Linked DNA regions of Gossypium hirsutum: region 2 is linked to region 1. A link is a contact called in public Hi-C data. All regions are on one chromosome and are shown on one strand. Each heading gives the region's core, a stretch centred on a gene start, on an enhancer-like site or on the middle of the called end of the contact. The rest is flanking DNA. Distances are from core to core; before and after follow the strand shown. Region 1 holds the start of LOC107894983 (F-box protein At1g67340). Region 2 holds the start of LOC107897943 (CTD small phosphatase-like protein 2).

Evidence for each region. Hi-C and Micro-C count contacts between places; a contact is called where the count stands out from the background.
Region 2: a contact with region 1 is called in a Hi-C map of leaf, with 1.7 times the contacts expected there. The contact joins the promoter of LOC107897943 here to the promoter of LOC107894983 in region 1. A contact is called at or near these places in 7 of 34 Hi-C or Micro-C datasets (anther, callus, hypocotyl and 2 more).

What each region holds. Positions count from the first base shown.
Region 1 is chrA01:103,163,854-103,169,308 of Gossypium_hirsutum_v2.1, forward strand. It overlaps LOC107894983 (F-box protein At1g67340), which reads left to right and starts at 1,796. Exons shown (of 4, transcript XM_041112087.1): 1 at 1,796-1,969; 2 at 2,085-2,465; 3 at 2,556-2,718; 4 at 2,894-3,927. The coding sequence starts at 2,224. The coding sequence ends at 3,661. LOC107894984 (REF/SRPP-like protein At1g67360) reads right to left here. Exons shown (of 4, transcript XM_016820147.2): 4 at 4,681-5,077. The coding sequence ends at 5,013.
Region 2 is chrA01:103,419,615-103,424,615 of Gossypium_hirsutum_v2.1, forward strand. It overlaps LOC107897943 (CTD small phosphatase-like protein 2), which reads right to left and starts at 1,257. Exons shown (of 8, transcript XM_016823548.2): 1 at 981-1,257; 2 at 1-219. The coding sequence starts at 36.

The DNA of each region.
Region 1 (5,455 bases), core at 546-3,045:
TTTCTATCTTTTTCTTTTTTCTTTTTGGTTTAAATCTTTCTTTTCACTAAACTTTAATAATATGATTTTTATTTTAATAACCAAAGTGTAACTCTATTTGAGGGTTTCGACTAATTTAAGAATTTTATTATTCGATCATTCAAAAATATTCTATATTAGATCAAAACATTTTATTTAATCAGATTAGTATTATAAAATAATGAAAATAGTAATAATGATATCAATTGACAAATACTAGACTAAATTATAATGTTTTATGTAGAGGATATTTATCTTTTTTTTAATGCATAGTAATATTGACAACGAATTATATGTGTTACAAGTCATGAATTAAAATTTATGACCAATACTTGCATAAGTTTTATAAAGGTGAATTAATTAATGTTGAATTAATCGATTTGTGAAACATAAGAAAAAATCTATTTATTTAAAATTTTGGTGGCTCAATAAAATATTACAGTAAAATTAGAGTTATAAAAGTAAATATTGTAAAATTTAAGGGATAATATTGTATAGAGTTTAAATCATTTAAGACTCTCATTTTGTAGATAGACACTAACTTCAGTTATTGATATAACTCAATCTGTATCGTTGGATTTGAGGGAACTTGATCATAAATAGGGATATTTACTTCATTTGTAATAATTTCATTCATAGTTATTGAATATATTTGAGAGCATTTACTTAAACATTTTATTTGCATTATTTTTTTGTGGCTTTTTAGTTTTTTTGTTGCTCATTCGCTTTAAGTTTGTTTCCGCTTTATTTCGATATTTTGGAGAAAAATTTTGAAAGTAAGTCTAATTTAAACAAATTTGAAAATAATAAATTGCCAATACCATACGAGTTATGAGACTAAAAATCTAATCTCGTAAAATAAACACATGATTGAAGGTGAAATTTAATAGAATGTTTTAAGTTCAAGAAGAAATTAATCTATTTAGTATAAAAGTGACGATTTAATTTTGAAGCAAGTAAAGTGATTTTTTAAAGATAAAGTAAAGAGATATCTTAAACGCTGATATCCTTGGACGCTAAAAACTACTTATTTATCATGTTTTAAATTGCATTATTATGGTTATAGTTTAAAAAAATAAAAAAATAATTTATATAGATCATAAAACCAACTTTATCCAAAAATTATCACAGTTGATAAGTAACTATGTAAAATTAAAATTGCTTGATTTTATAATAAAATCTACTTTTTTGCTAAATTTATAGTACAGGGATCCGTTCAAACTTTACCATTATTACTTGGTCTCTTATAAAACTTCAGGGGTAACTGGTAAAAGTAAAACAAGTAGTGGTAGGGTTGAAGTAAGATTGAGATTTTACTTCTGTTTTAGTTAATTAAAAGGGCAAAGACGGAAAAAAGAAACTTGGAAATAAATGGGCAAGTAATAAAACAAAGGAAGAGTAACTGAACATTTGTTCGTGCTGATTCATACGTTTGACCTCCTTATAGTCGTAGAACCCTGAGTTTGTAAACAAGATGGAAGGTTTCCCCCATCCGCAGCCAAAGAGCGTGGCAATCACTTTCGAACCAAGATCCCAAAACGGTCGGCGGTGTTCACGCGCCGGAATTACGTTGATTAATTTCTTTTTAAACAATAGCAAAACTGAATTACAGAAAAATAACCGAAGTTAGTTGTTTTACTTGCAACAAATTTAACCGCTTTCAAAACAAACCCACAAGCATTTTTCTTTCACCTGCACCAATTAATAAATATATAAGAGATGATAAGGTAAATCCATTTCTTTTTACCTCTCTTAGCTACCTCTTTCATATGTCTTCTTCAAGTTCAGGTAAAAAAAAAAGAAGGGATAAAAACAGTGCTCAGAGTTTTTTTTTCCCTTGATTTCATCAGTATTAAACCCGATGACGAAACAGAGGATCTGGGTCAACGGAGTTTGACCGTAGAAACTATTACTGTCCAGGGTTAAGAATGTAATTAAGCGTACCAAACAGGTGTTTCACTGTTTATTTAATATTTTTATTTGATTCGGTTCTGTCCTCGTTGTTGTTTTTATTTGATCTCTTCCTTTTAAGGCTTTGTTTGTGTCTCCCCATTCTTTTATATAAGGTTCCAGTTTTTATGTCTCTCGAGCCGCTAAGGGAAAGAAAAGAAGATCGAGAAAGTAAAAGGCTGATGATGAATGCACAGATTTTAAGATCATCTGGGTAGATTGATTTCCGATGTAGTGATAGAGAACGAGAGAGAAATGAGAACAAGGAGAGGGATTTCTTACCCCAGAGCCCATGTTTGTTTAGATGACATAGTTTTTGAAAGGAGGGATTTCGCCGGTGATAATATGGCTTGCCGGAAACGGCGAAGACTCTCGCCGGGTATTGCCGGAAAGAGAGATTTCTTTGATGTTTTGCCCGATGATCTTGTCATTTCTATTCTCTCCAAACTAAGCTCTACCGCGGCTTGCCCTTCCGATTTCGCCAACGTTTTGATTGTGTACGTCGACTTGCTTGTTTCTGAGGGGAAAGTTTGGGTTTTATTCATTTATTTTTCTTACTAATTTTTATTTATTTGTTTGTTAAACAGATGCAAGAGATTGAATAGTTTAGCAGTTCGTCCTCTGGTATTGTCCAAAGCCTCTCCAAAAATGTTTGCCATTAAAGCCAAAAGCTGGTCGGAGTCAGCTCACAGGTTCTTGAAGAACTGCGCTGATGCCGGAAATGCTGAAGCTTGTTACACGCTCGGCATGGTGAATTTCTGAAAAAGAATATATTTTTATTTTACTGCCCGATACTTTTTTTTTGGTTACTAAAATTTATTAAGTTTATATACTTTTTTTTTGGTTACTAAAATTTATTAAGTTTATATTCAAGAACAATAATATAAACATTCTCTAACGAGTTAACTGTTATGATTTGCAACAGATTCTTTTCTACTGCTTAGAAAATCGAGGGAGTGGAGCCTCTCTTATGGCTAAGGCGGCGATTAGCTCCCACGCGCCAGCGCTTTACTCCTTAGCTGTGATTCAATTCAATGGCAGCGGCGGTTCCAAAAACGACAAGGATCTTAGAGCCGGTGTGGCCTTGTGCGCTCGTGCTGCTTTTCTTGGCCACATCGACGCCCTCCGTGAGCTCGGTCACTGCCTACAGGACGGGTACGGCGTTCGACAAAACGTCGCCAAGGGCCGTCGGTTTCTTGTCCAAGCCAACGCCCGAGAGCTAGCGACGGTTTTATCATCAGCGGCTACTTCTAACAACTTTACGCGGTCTTGGCTCACGTGGAGCCCACACCCCATCCCGCATCCTAACCCTCGCCATAACCACCGTCATCAGGCCGTGCCGGGATGCCCGTTGCTGAGCGATTTTGGATGCAATGTGCCGGCTCCCGAGGCGCATCAGTCTAGCAAGTTCTTAGCAGAGTGGTTCGGGGCTCGGGGCGGGGTACCAGGCCCGGGCTTGAGGTTATGCTCCCACGTCGGTTGTGGGAGGCCGGAAACAAGAAAGCACGAGTTTCGGAGGTGTTCCGTTTGTGGGGCTGTGAATTACTGCTCACGCGCTTGCCAAGCGCTTGATTGGAAGCTGCGCCACAAAGCCGAGTGCGCGCCAGTAGAGCGATGGCTTGATGAAGAAGGCGATGGTGGCGAGGGTAACGGTGCGGTACATGGGAACGATGACGTCATCGCCGAAAGTTAAAAACGATTAACTGCTTATGGTAATTAATTTTTTACTATTAGGTTTAAGGCCACGAGAAGAAAAAAAAAGTGGAAATGGAGAACAGGAGGCCAGTTTTGGTTGGGTATTTGGAGGTTAAAAATCAACTTTTAAGATGACGATAGTCGCTGAAACGACACAGTTTAGTTCTATGTGGATTGTAAGAGGAGGGGGTTAATCGGAAAAATGGTCCCACTTGTACACTATAGAGCCCATGTTCAGCTTAATTTCGGTAATTTCTAGTCTTATATTCCTTTCTCCTTTTTCTTTTTTTTTTCAATATTAACATAATTTTGGAAATTGGACTGCTTGCTTAGATCAAATTGCCATAAACTTTAATTTGATTCACAAAACAAAATTCGAAACCGTATCTAATATCCAAAATCATTTAAGATTTTAAACTGAAAAAATGTCGAAACTATTACAATTTTTGTTCCAATGAAGACAATGTAATTACTTGTAGATTTCTTGTTAAGGACGGAAGTTGACTTTTATTTATTCTAGAAATTCCAATTATGCTTAGACTATGCTTAACTTAATCAATTTACTTTTTATACTTTAATTTGATTTTTTTAATCTTATAATTTTCATTTTTAAATTTAAATCTCAACACAAATGATAAATTAAATTAAATAATATTTTTAAAATTTTAATGCGACAAGCACATTATCAAATGTATAATTCTATGTTAGCTTATTATTTTTATGTAATAATCACAAAAGAATCACGTCTTATAATGGACTTAATGGATATTTGAGTGAAATTTCAAAATACAAAAAAGTAGTGTCTAAAACAATAAAATTAGAGAACATATATTCACAACTTATGCATAGTACAAGACTAACAATAGAATTTGATCTAACGAAAAATTGAAATTTCAAACCTCAAAAAGTATAATAATTAAAATCGTCCAAATTAAATAAATTACATCCCTAATTTAAGGGGTGGGGTAGAAAATAATTTAAGTGGAGGCTAGAATTAAATTATAAAAATTTGAAGGATAAAAAAAATACTTTTATCATTATACTAATTCATAATTTTTAAAATTTTTACGATACAAAGTTATTTTACGGTTGAGAGAGGGGCAAGGGCAATGCCCCTTATATTTTCCCTGCCTAATTTATGCTTAATCCAAAGCCTAATAGCAAAATTTGGATTTTATATATAACAAATTGATACTGACTTGATAAATGAAATTATGAAAATATATTGGGATATTGAGAAACCCAATTATTTGTGGTATACAAAAACAAAATAAGCAGCACCCTTGGCTTTGTAGCATTTTCTCAAACAAGACATTTGGAAAATCGAGTATTGCTAAAATGGACCAAGGCTAGGAGGAAAGTCTGACCATATCTTTTGCTTGTGCAGCTGCGCCATAAAACAAAGCTAGTGAATCTGAAAATGGAACAAAATAACATTCTTTTAACCATCACATCCTGTTCTTCTCCTTCATTTGATTGTAACGCTTATAACTAGTGCAATTATATAAATCAAATTGGGCAGTATAGTAAATTTGGTTTGGGCCTTCTTTATCAACCAAATTGGATCCAGTGCTTTCTTAGGAACAGGATTCTACTTCTACATTCAATTCAATCTTTTTTATTGTTGGTTCACGTCATCTTTGCCTATCATATAATATTGATTCACTTTTTTGCTATTAATTCTTACTATTTTCAGTGTTGAGAAAGAAGAGTTAAGCAAAGTCTCTCTCGAGGAAGGTATATGATGTTAAGATGGTGTCTAGTGCTATAGTTGTTGGATAAGCGAACAATC
Region 2 (5,001 bases), core at 7-2,506, 260 kb after region 1:
AGCATTTCTTCCAGAAATTCTTTTCTTTGTTTGCATTGGACCAAGAGTTTTGCCCCAATCTTCGGGATACTATCACTACCCAGCGTACTTGAAATAAATAATTTAAATGTCCAGCGTTACGATTCAGATTTCAAAGCATTTAGAATACACTAAAATTTTTAGAAATAAACTTGAACTTCTGTCAATCTGTCATACTACGTTCTGGCTGTTTACTGTAGACTGAAACAAGTAAAATAAAAGCCATGTAAAATCTTTAGTAACTTTTATTTAAAAATATTTTTTTTTAAAAAAAGCAAATTATCCTGAAATACTCCTAGCATATGTAAGCAATCTCATGAAAAAAAAAACCAACTGAGCCTTTCCCATTTAAAATCGTTGACAATCAAAACCAGATCATACCAGAATTCTTCGCCTAATTTTTGTGTACAAAATCCAGGCTCTGATTCTGGAATATTAACTTACCACACTATAGTCCCTTAAGAATTCAAACTTCCCTACAACATTCAAGCCAACTTCAACATGATAAATACAAAGGACCCGAAAGAACAGCAAATTACTAGTGTGAAAACAATCCACATCTAAATGAAAACCATAATAGGACATTATCCAGAATGAACATTTCAGTTTGGATGAAGAAAACTAGAGAAACCATTCCACTTAAATCATCGAATGAGGACAAAAATTTAAAAACCCTAACACACACCAGCTCCCCTAAATAGAACACTAAAGCTACAAATTTTTGCAAACAAAATCCAGAGATAGAGAAATGCATCAAATCAACTAAACCCTATTCATTCCAACAAGGATCGTCGAACCAGTACAAAAACGGAGCATTTAAGTTAATGTAAAATAGTGTTTGCATGAACGAAAATTTAAACCCTAGAGAGAAAGAAAGTTCATGGAAACAAAGCAGTTAGCAACAACTAAACCAACGAACCTGAGCTATTTAGTAACTTAAGCTAAGAAAGAAAATTGCTTACCAGATAAGATAAAATAACAAAAATGGAGACAAAGAGAGGTGCAAAAATGAGAAACGTAGAACCCTAAATTTTGTTAGAATTAGAAGGAAGGAGCTTAGTTTTGGGTGTTTTGGTTTCTTTGGAAATTTGCTTTCCCTCCAAAGACGGGGAAAGAGAGGGAAAACGAAGAGGGGGATCGAATTTTTTTTTTCTTTTTTGCCAGAATAATAGGTTAGATCGAAAAATAAAATAAAAATGGAATTTTAGTTTATTTTTCATTGAAATATTTTTCAAAATACATGTTCTTATCAGAAAATCACCTACTCGCGATTAATGTTGAAAGGACAGTACGCGCTGCATAATACTTAATTGGATAACGTGGCCTTTAGACATGGCGAGTGATTATGATTGGGAGAGTAGGAATTGAGCTTCTACGAAGCTTAAAACGACGCCGCTGGAGACGTTTCTAACTTAGAGTGGAGGGAGATATCTTAATTTGTTTTTCTTTCCCTTTTTAATTTTTATTTTACGTCCGCAGGCGCTTACAATTTGTATGTTGTTTCTTTAAGGATGCCTATACTTCTTAAATTAATTTCGTGAGCCCAAGTTTTTTCTCTAGTTCCGTAGTTCCTAATTAACCTTAATGACAACCCCACCCCCCACCCCTTTAATGTACACTTTTATTTGCTAAATTTAGCTTGTTAGATAATATAGTTTTATGAGAAAATTCATTTTGATGATGAAAATTAATACAAATACTAAAATAATGAAATGTATGATTTAAATTTAATTAATAATAAATAAAATATGTATAATCTCAAAAATAAAAATTTAAATTAAATTCTAAGATAAAATGAAACATAAACACATGAATACATCAAATTAAGAATATTAAATGAATACAATTAGTTATCACAGTGTGTTGTCATCAATCTTAAGTGAGTGTCGCGTTAATTTGTGACATCATCTCAAACAACATTTTTAATACATACAATTGATGGAGGTAATAAATTCTCCATATTAAAATAAAAATGCATGAATAACATTAAAATGAAGTTTTATTAATCTAATTGGTGTAGATTCAAATCAAACTATATGCATATTTTTATTAGTTTTTGTTAAAATAAAAAAAATCTAAAGTGCTCTTAAATAATATAACTTATTTTAATTACGAAAGAATATTTTCATAATTTTTCAAATCAAGTTGGTGCTCGATTGACTCGTGACACCAACTCAATTGAATACTTCAATAGTAATATAGATGTTCATTTTTTATGATATGTATTCATTTTTTATGATATGTATTTTTTAAATTTTGTTACTCAATGTAAAAAATACTTTTTTTATAATTTACAAATTACTCTAATATATATTTTCCACATTTACAGTATTTATCTATTCTATTGTAAAATCTTTTATTATAAGCCAATTGAGTTTTATCTCGATTGGCATCAGCATTGTTGTCAGTGAGTTCAAATGTGTTAAAACACATTTATCCTCTTATTTAAGGATTGAGGAGAGTTATGACCTAATTTTTAGGCATTATATACTAAAAAAAACTCAATTAGAAAATTATTTAAAAATAACTTTGTAAAAAAGAAATAAATATTGATATAAACTACATAATTATGAAATTTTCCTTTTTTAATTGGTATAACAACACATTTAATCATCAATACTTACACATTCTATCAATTTGGTCCTATTATACCACTATATGCGACAAGACATATGGCAAGCCTAGGAGACTTCTAAACAATAAACTTGCCTACAGAAAGCAGGGAAGACACATGTAAACTCACATTCTCGAAGGGACTATCCATACAACAGATGGCTCGATCTTCAATAGGAACATGAAATCGTTTGGTTACCAAACATCATGTGAACTCAATTGTTTTATCCTATCAGAGTTAGAAGGGAAGACAATATCTGCCCTATCACAAGCATCCTCGTCCCATCAAAGATATCCCCTCACATGCTTAGTAGTGATGGCTAGATGGCAAGTCCAACACATTAATGTCATGTTGCATGGGACGCTTGCATTTAAATATCCCCAAGAACGATGAATAGGGGACCGACCCTTCGGGGGACCGACCCTTCAAGAATACTGAGCCTATACTCTCTCAATATTCTCCCAGCCCTCAGCCTTCAAACTATTTCCACCATCATTCTTTATAGCCTCCAACTCTCCACCCTAATTGGGTGAACCGACCTTCTCAACAACCTTTCTTCTCTCATCTATATCCTTTCCTTATTTAGTCCAATATCAACAATTGGTGTGGTGAACATGGATGACATGGTCTCTCAATCCCAAAGTGGTACCCCAACTAAGCAAACTAACCAAACCAACAACCCAACTAACCAAGTCAACTTTTTTGTTCCATTCAACACCTTCATACCACCTATCCCAAGTATTTATACTAGCTTGAACTTTACATAAACTCTTCATTCTTCCTCTATTTCTACTAGAGTGCAGTTGTAGTATGCAAGTGTCTTTCTCCCCACCTTGAAACAACTAGTAAAGGCTCTGAAAGATCCTTTAGCCTCTAGCTTTACCACATTTGTTGCATCAACAAGAATTGATCCTTTGACTGATTCAACTCTCTTAGCAGTTGTAGCACCTCAGTTACAACCTAATGTGATCCCTCACAGGCTTTTGATCACATAACCCACTATTTACAAAAAGTTGTAACCTATCTCATAGCCACACCTCCTCCACCAACAACGAACCCATTATGCTAGATTAATGTTCTCACCAGTAAGCATCAGGCCCTCAGCCTCATGACTTGGAGACTAAAGAGAAACTACGACATCTAGAAGAGCAATTCTCCCAATAAAAGCGACACTTCAAAAAGCAACAAGAGCAACATCATATCCCTAATCAAAGGAAAGCTCAAAATGAACAACTTATTACAGAACTGAGAGCAACTCGAGAGATCTAGAGACGAGAAAATTTGAAACATCGAAGGAAAGTGGCTCAATTGGCACTCCGATGGGGTAATGATCGTGACAATCTAGAAGATTTTCACATGCATAATGCTAACCTCCCGATAACATTACAACGATCCTAAGGTAACTACAACATCTTTGTGAAAGAGCAACTCAAGGTTGAATTGATGCAAAAATTGAAAGGAAGATCAGATAAATCTATCTAAAATTACTTTAACGAATCGTTAGCATCCGAAGTTCTAGAAAACCACATCTCCAACTCCTTTAGATTTCCAAAGATTTTATACAACAAACTTGAGGATCCAGAAGATCACCTTGCTTGGTAAAACAACCATTTAAATATACTAGGGTAAAATGCAAGGCTTTCTCCATGACCTTTTCACAAATAACCCAAAAATGGTACCTATCGTTACTCCGAGGGTCAATCCATTCCTTTGATCAGTTGGCTGAGCAATTTTTGAGTTGTTTTCTGGCCAACAAGACGCTTCAGCAATCCCTAGTATACCTGATGACTATCTGCTAAAGGGTGAATGAATTTCTATGGGACTACATTAAAAGATTTAATGTTGCCACCATAGTCACAAAAGGAGTCACTGATGAGTAGGCAATCCAAGCCTTTATCATCAGGACCTCACACTAGCATCTCAAATACTTCATCATCAAGAACGCACCAACCAAGCTCTCCCATCTCTATGAAATGGTACATAGTTTTCAGAAGAAGAAGAGGTGGGAAAGGTTCGTGTTGATTCTTCCACCCCAACATCCCACCATACCAACCATTTGCAAAGATTGCCTCCCAAGAAATTTCAAGGCTATCAGCAGCCAAAGACCAATTCAGAGATAGGTGGACATGGACATTATAATTAGTCAAACCAAAGAAGTAACTGTCAAATGAAGAATGTCTATGCCACAAATCGTCGAAGACCTATTTTCAATTACAAAAGAGGCCAAAATTAGCATCCTAAAGCCCTATAAAACCATTCTAGAACCCACCATGAACTTAATTGCTCCCTGACCCAAGTGTTTGACTAGGTAAAAAAATTAGGAAATCCTGGAAGTATCTTTGTACCTCTCTTCTAGTGAGCACTGCAAC